3 separate regions of the Mus musculus genome follow, and regions 1 and 3 are each linked to region 2. A link is a contact called in public Hi-C data. All regions are on one chromosome and are shown on one strand. The core of a region is the stretch at or near the end of the contact, and the rest is flanking DNA. Distances in the headings are between cores, read along the strand shown. Region 1 overlaps Kirrel3 (kirre like nephrin family adhesion molecule 3). Region 2 overlaps Kirrel3 (kirre like nephrin family adhesion molecule 3). Region 3 overlaps Kirrel3 (kirre like nephrin family adhesion molecule 3).

Region 1 (3,732 bases), core at 808-3,307, 400 kb before region 2:
AATCCTAACAGTACAAGCCCTCGGCTAAGAGGTAGGAGTTCTTAAGGAAATTTTCTTTAGCTGGGGAGGTCAAGGTGAGGAGGTGGTCTGGGTTTGGCATTGCAGATTGATTGAATTAATCTTATAATTTCAGACCACATGGTCTTTTGTACTCAAGAAAATACTCCCACTTTTTGCTTGAGGGAGAACTATCTTCTAATGGCCCAGGTAGTCCAGTTAGAGGCAGCTGCTTGATGTGTGAAGGGCTGTCTTGGCTCCTCTCCTTTTAGGGAGCAGGTCCTGGAGCCTGGAGAGGTGTCCTGGCAGCCTATGTGTTTTGTGGGACTCGTTCCTTGCCTAAGCTTCTAGCATATTGAAAAATAATTTTCTATGAGCAAGTAATTATATAAAAATTGCCTTTGCCTTTAAAAAAGAATTATGTTTGGATCTTTTGAGCAGAAAGAAAAATGTACAGAGGGAATCATTAATTTTGAATAAAAACAGGTACTTTTCCTGTAGCCAGCAAGGGAGGGAAATGTGAAATTGGTGTTTTCTACAAACAGCTCAGCGTCACTCCCTAATCTGTTTGCTTGATCTATTATCCAGTTGCCTGCAAACGTGAATGTCTTGTTTGGCCTGGATCTGACTTTTATTCTTTTCCCACTACCTATTTTTTAAGGAGTGTGTTATATGCATAGCTCAGCCTTCATTTGCATCACATTAAAGTAAAACATTTTAAATTTCTTCACAGCAGAGGTAAATCTGACAGACTTTATGAAGCTATTACACCTGCAGGTATTTTATACTTTTAAAATACATTCTTGTCAAGCTATCTTAATTATATTATTATATGTACTTTTGAACTTGTATCCACTATTCTGTGATATATTACACTTTTGACAGAGACGTCCTAAAAAGCTACAATTTATACCCAAGTTCTTTGGCTGAACAAAGATGTATCTGTTCTGGGTTCTGGGAGAGATTTGTTAATTTACACGTGAGGCTGCATGCCATTGCCAGAGCAGGCAGCTTTTACTTCCCCGTTCAGTTGATTATGTGAGGCAGGTGTGACCTCTGGGCTGTTTAAGACCTTGGTATAGGCCAGTGAGCACTGGCCCTCACCTAGGTTGCGTAAGAGGTCTGCCTGAGAAGAGGCCTTAGTTTCGAGTGTTGTTGTCATTCTGGTATTGTTTCAGCACGCCAAGAAAATACAGAGCAAACTGTATCCAAATGACTTTGTCATTCATATTCAGAACCATTCCGGCAGCATTAGGACACATTCTGAGGAAAATGGAACCCATGGGTGGGAGAGAGGTGATAGGAAGAAACCAAAGAGAGCTGAGTCCTGCTCAAAGGAGTCAAGGCCTGAACTTCTTAGGGGGCAATGTCAGTGCTCTGTAAAGTGCACAGCAGCGACTGGAGGTCTGGGCAGCCCAGCCCAATAACTACAAGACAGACAGCCATGTTTCCTCTTCTGCTCCCTGATAGCAGGTGTCGGGGCGGGGGGGGGGGGGGTGGTGGTGGTGGTGCAAACTCCTCAAACATAGACAACAAAGGAATCTTTATTCATGCACGTTTCCAGCATCCAGACCTTTGAGAAACATGTGTGAGAAAGGTAAAGATGGCTTCCATTCTCACCGGGCAGAACTCTCCATGTATGCTGGGCTCATTTACAAATGGTTGGAGAAAATGCCGGTCTTGGTTCATTCTTCTTTCCTAGGAACATGCAGCCCAAACCCGGAAGTCAGCGCACGCACACGGTGCAATAGTTCCGCATTTTCCCCGAGTGGCAGCGCACAGCTGTTGTCGGGATGGATTGATTGGGAAAAAGTCCATTTGGGTGGTTTTTTAGACATCATCTGCTTCTTTTATCAAGCAGGTCTTCGTGGATGCTCTTGAAGTCTGCCCCTGGCTCCAGAGCCCATGCTAGGCCAGCTTCCAGGGTCTGAGTGGGCTTCCTGTTTGGAGAAATGAGCTCTTTGCTGCTTGAGGCCAAGTAGAACAGTTCTGGTCCAACCTTTCCCTATGCAGAGAATATCTTTCCCAGTTTCCACAGCACATGGATGGTGTGGTGATGGGCACAGTGTGATGGCAGCCAGCCTGCTTTTGTTGACTGCAGACTTTCCCATTTGGTGAGCCGTGTGCCAATGTCTCCACTGAACATCTTCTTTGGCAAATACGCAGGTGGCAGAGGGTATGCCTCAGTGAGCTCAGGGTAGCTCTCCTCCTCTGGGGTGGCAGGAGGGGAGCAAGCCTTGAGGCCTCTTAGAGTTCCTACACACCTGATCGATGCCACCTTCCCAGATGATCTATGCAAATGCATAGGTAGTTTGGAGGGAGCATCTGTCCGTCTAGTTTGGGGCCTGCCAAGCCTGGCACCACGCAGCTTTATTAGAGCCAGGAGGGCCAGCCAAGACTATGGTGACATGAACTGGCCAGGAGCCTGCACTCAACTAAGTCATTTGCCTCTTCCAATGTGGCCTCTGATTTATCACAAAAGATTTGCCTTCCAAGAGATTGGCATCTCTAAAGTCCAAAATGGAAACCAGAAGGAGAAGCCTGCGGACCTGGGTAGCAGTTTGGTTGTGACCCAGGCATCTCTGAGTGGCAGTCATTTGCCTGGATGGGGCCTCCAGCTGGCCTCAGCATTAGAAACCAGTTTGGCTCAGGTGTCACATTCAGTAATTACACCCTCTACAGTGGCCAGCTACCTTATGGATCAACAATGGAGTGTGTAGCCCAGACAGTCCAGCATTTGGAGGAGGTTTCTCAGTGTGGTCACAATGTTGCAGAATGACAAAGGCAGTCCAGAATAGAAAAGGGTAGGAAATGGTGGCAGACACATCATGGACTGATGGACTGTGGCGATGCATTACAGACAAGAGTCCCACCCAGAGTATCAACACCTGTGTTACCTACTAGCTCTGCACTCACCCTGCTCATTAATTAACTGCTTCAGCCCCGTTGAGCACCAGGCTGTACAGAGACCCAATGAGGCTCAAGCTCCTCTGAAAGAATGTTTGAAATGGGTTCCAGAGGTACTCAAGAGACTGTTTGAAAGGTCACTCAAAGATCAACAAAGCAATGAGCCCAGTACAAAACCCTAAAGAACACTGTAGCTCTGGAAACTGATCTTCATCGCTTAGAAAGTAGTGAGGGGATGGGACTAGCTTGCCTTTGTGTGGCGGGAATCAGTTTTCAAGATGACTTACCTAGCACCATTCTGCAAAAGGGATCTACAGTAACGACTCAGTGTGACACAGTCCCTGCTTCCCGGGTCTTTAAAATACTGGTTGGAATGGGATAAAAGAAATAGGTAAATAATCCAAATAGCATGATGAGTGTACCACAGGAGGGATCCAGTCCACTCACAGTGGGTGAGCACCTAAGCTGCTGGAAGCATGTGGATCTGGTTTATAGTACTTGAGCAGGACCCTATAGCTCAATTGGGGGAAATTAGCTATTAATAAACATGCCTACCTCTATAATTAATAGACTACAATTCCCTATGCTAGTTCCTGCTTCCAGAGACAGACCCCATGACTCCCGTGCCAAGATGTTCATACAGGTGACCCCTGAACAAACTGCAGGAGGGCGGGAAGGCAAACAGGTATGAAGCTTGGCCAGCCAATGAAAAGATCGTTACTAACAAGTCACTATCTGAAAGCAAGGCTTAACTTTGCTCAGAACAGACCTCAGAGCCATTCCACCAAGGGGCATGGAAGCCATATTCATCCATCATTCTCATCTATC
Region 2 (3,984 bases), core at 1,430-3,929:
GTGGGTTGACTGAGGTGTTGGTTGAGGTGAAGTGGAGGCTGAAGTGGATTGAGGTGGCTAAGTACTCGACTACCTTCATGCCTCTCATTGTGGTGTTTGTGGAGAGGAGACTAGAGCAAAGGCTCCCCAGATCTCCCCAGTCCTCCTAAGCCCATCCTCTCTCTCCTCCCCATCACAGTCGGTCCTCGAATGACCTCAGAGCCTCAGTCACTGCTGGTAGATCTGGGCTCCGATGCTGTCTTCAGCTGTGCGTGGATCGGCAACCCGTCTCTGACCATCGTGTGGATGAAACGAGGTTCTGGTGTGGTGAGTCCTCAGGCCACTCTCCAGGGTCCTACAGCAGAAATTGGGCCATAGATAGTGGAGCAGGCAGGAGGGTTTGGGGAAACCAATCTCTATAGTAATCCAAGGAGTCCCAGAAAGAAGAACAGGAACTCAAGGTCTCCTGTACCTGTGTCACTCTGAACACACTATGCATAGGACAGTTTGCCCTAGCGCTAGAAAGATTTCTAAGCTTTCCCCAGATAAACTTACCCTTAGTCTCTGGGTGATGGTAGCACACACCTTTAATCCCAGCACTTCAGAGACAGAGGCAGGAAGAGCTTTGTGAGTTTGAGGCCAGCCTGGTCTGCAGAATTCAGTTCCATAACAGCCATGGCGACAAAAAGAAATTCTATCCTGGAAAAAAAAGTCAACAAAAGCATTACCTTTAATCTCAGCACTGTGTTTTGTGGTTAGGCAGAAGGAACCAACCTTTGGATAGTCTATTGTGTGCTCACACTACAGCTGGGGTTCAGGTGGTGCCAATGCCCCCTTGAGATGGACGAGCCTTTGAGACAGTCAGTAACTGACCAATACCATACAGGTATTTAGTGCTGGAGACAGGAATAGCTAGTTTCCAAGACTAGCTAATATCATTGCCTCCAGTTAGCTCCCAAGAGGATGCTAAAAATGACTCAGAAGACCTAGATTCAAGGACCCTCCACATTCAGTTTTGGGATAAATTCACCCATGAGGAGCTGGGAGGTGACAGAAGGGTACCTAGCAGCATCCTTCTCTCCGTATGAAGAAGCCATGGATCCTTGGTTAGTGACTGTCACATTCCTGCCACCACTGTGCACTATGCCCATAGCCTGCATCTGGAAAGGAGGTCTCCATGTGTGTGTGTGTGTGTGTGTGTGTGTGTGTGTGTGTGTCCTCTCAAAGCCTTAATGGCACTATCTATCTCTTAACTCTCACTTCACCTTGGTGTTTAAAGAGATGCTGGAATCTGTGTCTGCAATCTACCCCAGTTAGAGAAAGCCTTCCCTTACTCTTTCTATCTGATCCCTCTCCCTCTTCCTAGGTCCTGAGCAATGAAAAGACCCTAACCCTCAAATCTGTCCGCCAAGAGGATGCTGGGAAGTACGTGTGCCGGGCTGTGGTGCCCCGGGTAGGAGCTGGGGAGAGAGAGGTGACCTTGACTGTCAATGGTAAGAGCCCCAAACACCAAAATGGGAGTGGGGAATTGGAAGGAGGGGAGAGTCCCAAGGCATCTTGGTAGCAGATGTTGTTCCCAAAGGGGAGGTCACTGACGCTAGGCATGGGTGCCCCTAACACAGCATTCTATCTGTCTGTGGAGGTAAAGGCAAGCTGGTAAGTTTGTGGATCCTTTCCTCCTTTTCAGTGCCTTCCAACGGATCTCAGTAGACGTGTATGAGAGGTGGTGGATTTTATCATGGCTAAGAAAAGGAGGTCAGAGGGTGACCACATTCCTTTATCTACCTTGTCACCCAAGGCCCCTGACAAGGTTCATGGGGAGATTAAGGGCACACCTCTCACTTCTCATGATCACCCACTTCCTGTTATATTTGGGCTGCCCAGGCAGAGAGACATGTCACCCTCCCCAAAGACCAGGCCTACAGTGCCCTCCTGAGGTCAGGGAGCATGTCTTTTCATACACAGTGAACGTAGCCACAGCAGGAAAGTGCGCTCATAGTGGGAGTTCATTGACGACTGCCTGTCAAACACTGAGGGGTGGTAGTGTCAGACCAGACCTGGATGCTGAGAGGAAGGTGCCCATAAGACAGCTAGAACCAATGCAGGACAGACTCAAGAAGTCTGGCAGCAAGATGGAAGTTTCAAGATCCTGGTACAGTGCAAGTGCACACTTGAGCTATGGTCAGAAATCAGGGTTGCCTTTTTATAGGAGTGAGAAACGCCAAGGCCTAAACCCCACCACCACCACTGTGCACTGCTGTGTGCTGCCTCAGGTCAAACTCCTGAGCTTCAGGTCCTTGTGTGAGGCTTCAGGGTCCTGGCCCGAGAGCAGGGTGTGAGGCAAATTCTGAAAATGATCCAAAGTGACTATATCTCAATGCAGAAAGCCACCCACAGACAAATTCATCTCTTCTCCTTCTTTGTGGAAAAAACCAAGCTCAGCTTGATGTCTCTTCAGCATCCCTGCGCTGTCCCCATTACTCAGCTCCTGCCCAGTGGTTCCTCTTCTCTTTCCAGAAGGGCAACTGCTGCAGAGACATGGTCAATCTACTCCAGCTAACCAGACAGCAGAGCATTCACACGTCACCTCTCCCTGGCAGAACCCAGACTCCCAAGCCCTCCTGCCTTTCCTGTGTGTCCCCAGGATGCCACCAATAAATTGGCACTGCAGGGCTAAAAATAACAGCATCTGATCGCGCCTCGGTATATCCATGGCAACACAGGCTGCAGCCTTTTCCTGCCGCGCCTGTGTCTGACACTCCGCTCAGCGCGCCAGGCCACAGTGAAATCGGCAACCCTCCCCACTGCCCGCTCTGGGGAGGGCGCTGAGGAGCCAAGCTGCCATGCCTGTTGTCAGCTGTGACCCCCCCTCCCTCCAAGGCTCGGGACCCTCAGACACACACTTGCCTGGAGCTACTAACTGAGCATCCTTGTGTCTAAGGGAAAGGAAGGAGGGGCTGGCGTTTTTACTGTTGCTTTAAGACATTCAGGCATTTCTTATTGGGAACTTAAAAAGACTTTGGGGGGGGGGGGAAATCTTCCTTTGCTCCTGGGAAACACACACACACACACACACACACACACACACACACACCCCTCAGAAGGACCCACATTCCAGCCTAGGCTCTGGCATCCAGCCAACAGTTATTCTGTCCATTTTTCCCCCACACCCTGCATGGCTTCCCTGGGCTGCTGGGTAGAGAACGGCTGAAGGAATCATCAGGAGGAAGGGAACTGCCCCTTGCTTATTCTCTGCTAGTCACTGTGTGACTGGGACCTAGAAAAAAATGATGCAAAGAGAGGAACATGCCAGCCACCACAAGAGCTGGGAACTGTCTATCCTGCCTGTATTTGGAGAACGGGTGGAGGGGTGGTGAGGTGGTAGCCGGCGGCCCTGGCGTCTAGAACACACCCATCTCACAGCCCTCCTCCTGTGAGTGACAGCCAGACCTGTGGCCTTGGGAAATGAATTGGCACCACTATAATCTGAGCTGGATCAAAGCAGGTACCAGGAGGAAGGGGAAGATAGCTGCCAATTACCCATTGGTTCTCCGAGCCTGCTTTCCTTTATCCTAGTTTTTTGGTTTTCTTTCAAGAAGCCAAAAAAAAAAAAGTATATGTATTTGTTGACAGCTTTTAGAGACCCATGAACCCCCTGGGGATTCCTAGTTCCTGGGAAATGAAAGGAAAAGATTCTTTATGGTATCATCACTTACCCCAGCTGCAAAGCAAAGCATCACCCAGGTGCCACAGAATGTAGTCGCTGTGGCTCGAAGCCAACGGCTTCTTGGAGTAGAGGAACTCTGGGGAGGAAAGCCAGCTTCAGCCCACTTCTAAAGCCTTCTGTGGACAAAGCTCTTACCTTGAGGTCTCCCATATCTGTGCATCAGACAGAGCTATTCCCATTCCGAACTCAGAAGCCATCTCTCCCAATACCTGTTTTTCCCCTTGGCTGAGAACCACTCATAGAAATGCAAATCTGTTTTAATTAAGGTGGTTAATAAA
Region 3 (3,619 bases), core at 597-3,096, 310 kb before region 2:
TGAGGCATTACACCATGGCAGAAGAACACAGCACTGCTGTTCACACCTCACTTCCCAGATGCCAGGAAAATGAGGGAAAGGAAGGAGCCTGCATTTCAGAGTTCCCTTCAAGATCACACACACACTGATGTCCGAGTTTCTCGCAATAGACCCTATCTCCCCAAAGTTCTATTTCTTCCACACAGTAATAACCTGGAGAGCAAATTTTTACGACCCAGGTCTTTAAGGAACTAAGGCCTAAATCCATCGCTCAACTTTAGCATATGTTGAAGATCTTTTTTCTCACCTAAAAAGAATTAAATCTGTAGTTCCTGACCTTGAAAGACTAATGTTAAGTGCATAGTTTTTTCAGGATAGTACATTCGTTTGTCTGAATAGACGAGAACATAAATGTGAACACTGTAATCCAGCTTTCTTTAGGTCATAGAAGTACATCCTCTAGCAATATATTTGGGGTGCAGTTGTCCCTCTAGAAAATTCTGTTTAGAAACAGACCATGTTCTTGACCAACATCACAAATAGGGTCCAACAATGGTCTCCAAAGACTTCTCATTTATCACTGACCACTAATAGAAAAAAAAAATCCAACCTACATCTAGGATATACACATTTCTCTGCAATGCATATATATGTACTCCAATTGTAAAGATGTATATTTTTTAAAGTACTATCAACACAATAGGAATGGTAGAATTAAAATCTACAACGGCTTGTCTATGTACCCCCAGAAAGTCAAACAGGTCCCTTGAAGTACATTAAACCCACTCTGGAGGCCAGTGTCTTACACAAGACAGCAGCTGACAAACTCAAATGTGTTTTGCAAACCATACCTTTTAAATAGTTTGGTTTATGTTTTTGTTGAGGTTGTTTGTTTGTTTGTTTGTTTGTTTGTCTTTTCCTTCTCCAATTCAGTGCTCAGGCACCTAATCCCAACCAGTCCCATTCCATTTTGTGAGTTAAAAAAAATAATAATGATGACATACCTTCATATCTGCCAAAGGGTTTTTCTTTCCTTTTGCTTTCTTTTCTTTTCTTTTTTCTGCTGCAGAAGCAGTTTGAGAGAGAAGTTGTCATCTCGCCCCACAGTTATGTAAATCAGATAGTTATTTTTGACACTGGTAAATAATAGTTCTGTGCACTGACACTGTTTGCCTACCTTATCCTGTAAGGTCTCCAGTCAGAATTCAGATGTTAGTAAGTGATTAGCATTAGGGGGCTATGGCAAGCAATTTCTACAGTGTTCTTCACCTATCCTGAAAAGGTGATTAGTAACATTGGTAGGGAGAGGGGAGGGAATGTCACACAGATTGCTTCTTTTGATCAAGTCAAATCAAGATGTGTGATGAGAAGATTGGCTGGTACATATGTAACATCCGTAGCCTGGGTTGTCCCACATTCAGGTTGACATTAACACGGTCTGCTTTTATCAGAAAGTCATCTGACTTCTCTTCAGACGGTGTGAAAATCCCTACCCCATATGATAAGATTACTACAAATTATTTGATGCAGAGCAAAAAGTAGAATAAAAAACGGTGTATTGATGGTGACAATACAAAAAAAAAACAGCACTATTATAAAAAATGCCTAAAAAAACCTAAGACAGTGTTCCCTGCCCACTCTAAAAATAGCTAATTGAGAAAGATTCCTTTATGTTAATGTTCTTAATTGCTGAGGCAGTTTTACAGGAAAGCCAGTTAGTTACTGGCTAGTGCTTTGAGAGTCCTAATAGCCAAAGCCAGGGGCTCCCTTAAATAACGTCACAGCAGGAGAGCCTTTGCCTTCCTGTGTGACTGTACTGGAAGTCTTTCTGGCTAATTAGTGAATCAGTCATTATGCAAATGAGCAACTCCTGATTGGCAACAGCTTGTATCTTTTCTCCACCACCCTTGCAAATGAGGCCAACTGAGTGGTTGTTTGCAGTCTTAAATGCAGAATAAGAAAATGATAAAAGTCCTACAGATGGTCTCCTTTGGAGATCACATGACCTAATATCTCTCTTTGCAGATGAGGAACCAGCCCTTAGAGGTTGGGAGTCTTGCCTAGAGTCCCTGACTCAGCGAGTGGTAAAACTGAGCTCAAATCCAGTTATTGTTTTCTTTAGTTTGGTTTTTAACTTGGAAGAGTTCTTTTGTTTTCACTGCCTTTAATTTTTATCTCAGTTTGTAAGTTTGGTATTGTGCACACAGCATCTGGAGGGATGCTGCATAGCAATCTGGGAAAGGATAGGATAAAAATGGCGCCAGGTCAAGGAATCTTAAGACCTAAGATGCTTTGGACTTGAACTTCTGACTTTCTCTTTCTGAAGATCTTGAAGCTTTTTTTCCAAGGGAAATATCCCTGTGTCTTAGGCCAGTGGCAAAAGTGATGGACATGACATTCACACGCCCTTGACCACCTCTGCCTGCTTAGGAAGTGTCCGGGGTTTCTGTTTTTCCCTTGAGATCTAAGCTGAGGCCAATGTTTTAAGTCAGAAAATTTGTATTATGAAACCGCTACACTTCTGAACGGTTGTGGCCAGATCTTTTCTTTCTTCTTTTCTTCTTCTTTTTTCTTTCTTTTTCCAACTCCCTTTGTAATCATCTCAAAGCCAAGTGCTCATTTCCAGCAGAACCTTAAACATTGTGCCTTTATGTAGCACAGCTTTTAATTTTCCTCCCTAACAGAAGTGATTGTTTATGTTGTAAATGCCACATTAGTCTCCATGAAATGGAGATGGAATTGATTTTCATTTCAGAGATTTCACAGCTTGCCCCAGAACTTTATGCTTGATTGCCAATGCTCTGAAATGCCTGGGCTTCCGAGAGGCTTAGAAATGATGTGTGTAACACGGCATAGCAAAATGTGAGAACGGGAGCCACATTTGTCACAGGGCAGACCCCTAAGTCTCAGTGAATGTATCTGGCCAGGAAGCCAAGGAAACCAATGTCCTGAGCTCAGGCAAGGATCGTGTCAAAAAACAGAGTACAGTCCAACATGAACTCAATCCATAGCACCATCAGTTTCCCTGCCCAGTGTCTGGAGGATTATCTGCAGAGCCCCTCTTTCCCAAGAACCTACTCAGAACCTCTTCATATGTTAGGAGCAAAAGGAGGTGACGTATATCCTTTAAGAAGCTTGTGATCTAACTGGGGAGCAAAAACACAGGATGCCACCAGAGAATTTGGCAGGGACCAGGGGATGTGCTCCAAGCTGAATTTGGAATGTATGCTGCTCAGAGCCAAGGAAGGAGATGGCTGCGCTGGCACACGGTGAGGAGGGGGCAGACAGAGGCAGGTGTCAGAGTGACCCAAACCAAAGGTTTTATTTTTGCCTTATCTCCCCCTCTGCTTTTGGATCTGCAGCCCCCACCTCCTGGGGGAGCCTGTTGCATTCAGTGGCTGAAGCCAACATGAGCAGATGGTGACACTCTCTTCCAGGGATGTGAGATGCTGCCACAGGCATTCCATGGGCTTGAACCATAATACATCTGTCCTGGTCTTAGTCAGTTGTTGGTCTAATCGTCTCAAGACCAGGCCTTCCAGAGGACCCAACATACTGCATAGTGTATGCCCCGTCCTTGAACTCTCAGAAATCTCTACAGCTTCAAGAACTCCCCCATAACTGAAGGTGTCTGAATACA

What was found. Hi-C and Micro-C count contacts between places; a contact is called where the count stands out from the background.
Region 1: a Hi-C map of cerebellum shows a contact between it and region 2, with 2.0 times the contacts expected there. The contact joins two enhancer-like sites. A contact is called at or near these places in 2 of 15 datasets of contacts at CTCF or cohesin (both in the NIH/3T3 cell line), 1 of 484 Hi-C or Micro-C datasets (cerebellum), 1 of 115 datasets of contacts at active chromatin or transcription factors (embryonic basal ganglia) and 1 of 9 other capture datasets (embryonic stem cells).
Region 3: a Hi-C map of forebrain shows a contact between it and region 2, with 4 times the contacts expected there. The contact joins two enhancer-like sites. A contact is called at or near these places in 1 of 15 datasets of contacts at CTCF or cohesin (the NIH/3T3 cell line), 2 of 484 Hi-C or Micro-C datasets (forebrain and nephron progenitors), 1 of 115 datasets of contacts at active chromatin or transcription factors (pancreatic cancer cells) and 1 of 9 other capture datasets (embryonic stem cells).

Annotation. Positions count from the first base shown.
Region 1 is chr9:34,610,949-34,614,680 of GRCm38.p6, forward strand. All of the region lies in intron 1 of Kirrel3 (kirre like nephrin family adhesion molecule 3), which reads left to right. Among named protein-coding and RNA genes, the nearest start is that of Kirrel3, 120 kb to the left of the region's middle. Within about 2 kb of position 2,058, at least 2 of the 459 cell types and tissues checked have an H3K27ac peak or open chromatin away from gene starts, as enhancers often do. A contact at or near this core is called in cerebellum, where this site is marked.
Region 2 is chr9:35,015,077-35,019,060 of GRCm38.p6, forward strand. Kirrel3 (kirre like nephrin family adhesion molecule 3) reads left to right here. Exons shown (of 17, transcript NM_001190911.1): 9 at 179-306; 10 at 1,346-1,472. Among named protein-coding and RNA genes, the nearest start is that of Kirrel3os, 9.4 kb to the left of the region's middle. Within about 2 kb of position 2,680, at least 79 of the 459 cell types and tissues checked have an H3K27ac peak or open chromatin away from gene starts, as enhancers often do. A contact at or near this core is called in cerebellum and forebrain, where this site is marked.
Region 3 is chr9:34,710,390-34,714,008 of GRCm38.p6, forward strand. All of the region lies in intron 1 of Kirrel3 (kirre like nephrin family adhesion molecule 3), which reads left to right. Among named protein-coding and RNA genes, the nearest start is that of Gm33561, 140 kb to the right of the region's middle. Within about 2 kb of position 1,847, at least 16 of the 459 cell types and tissues checked have an H3K27ac peak or open chromatin away from gene starts, as enhancers often do. A contact at or near this core is called in forebrain, where this site is marked.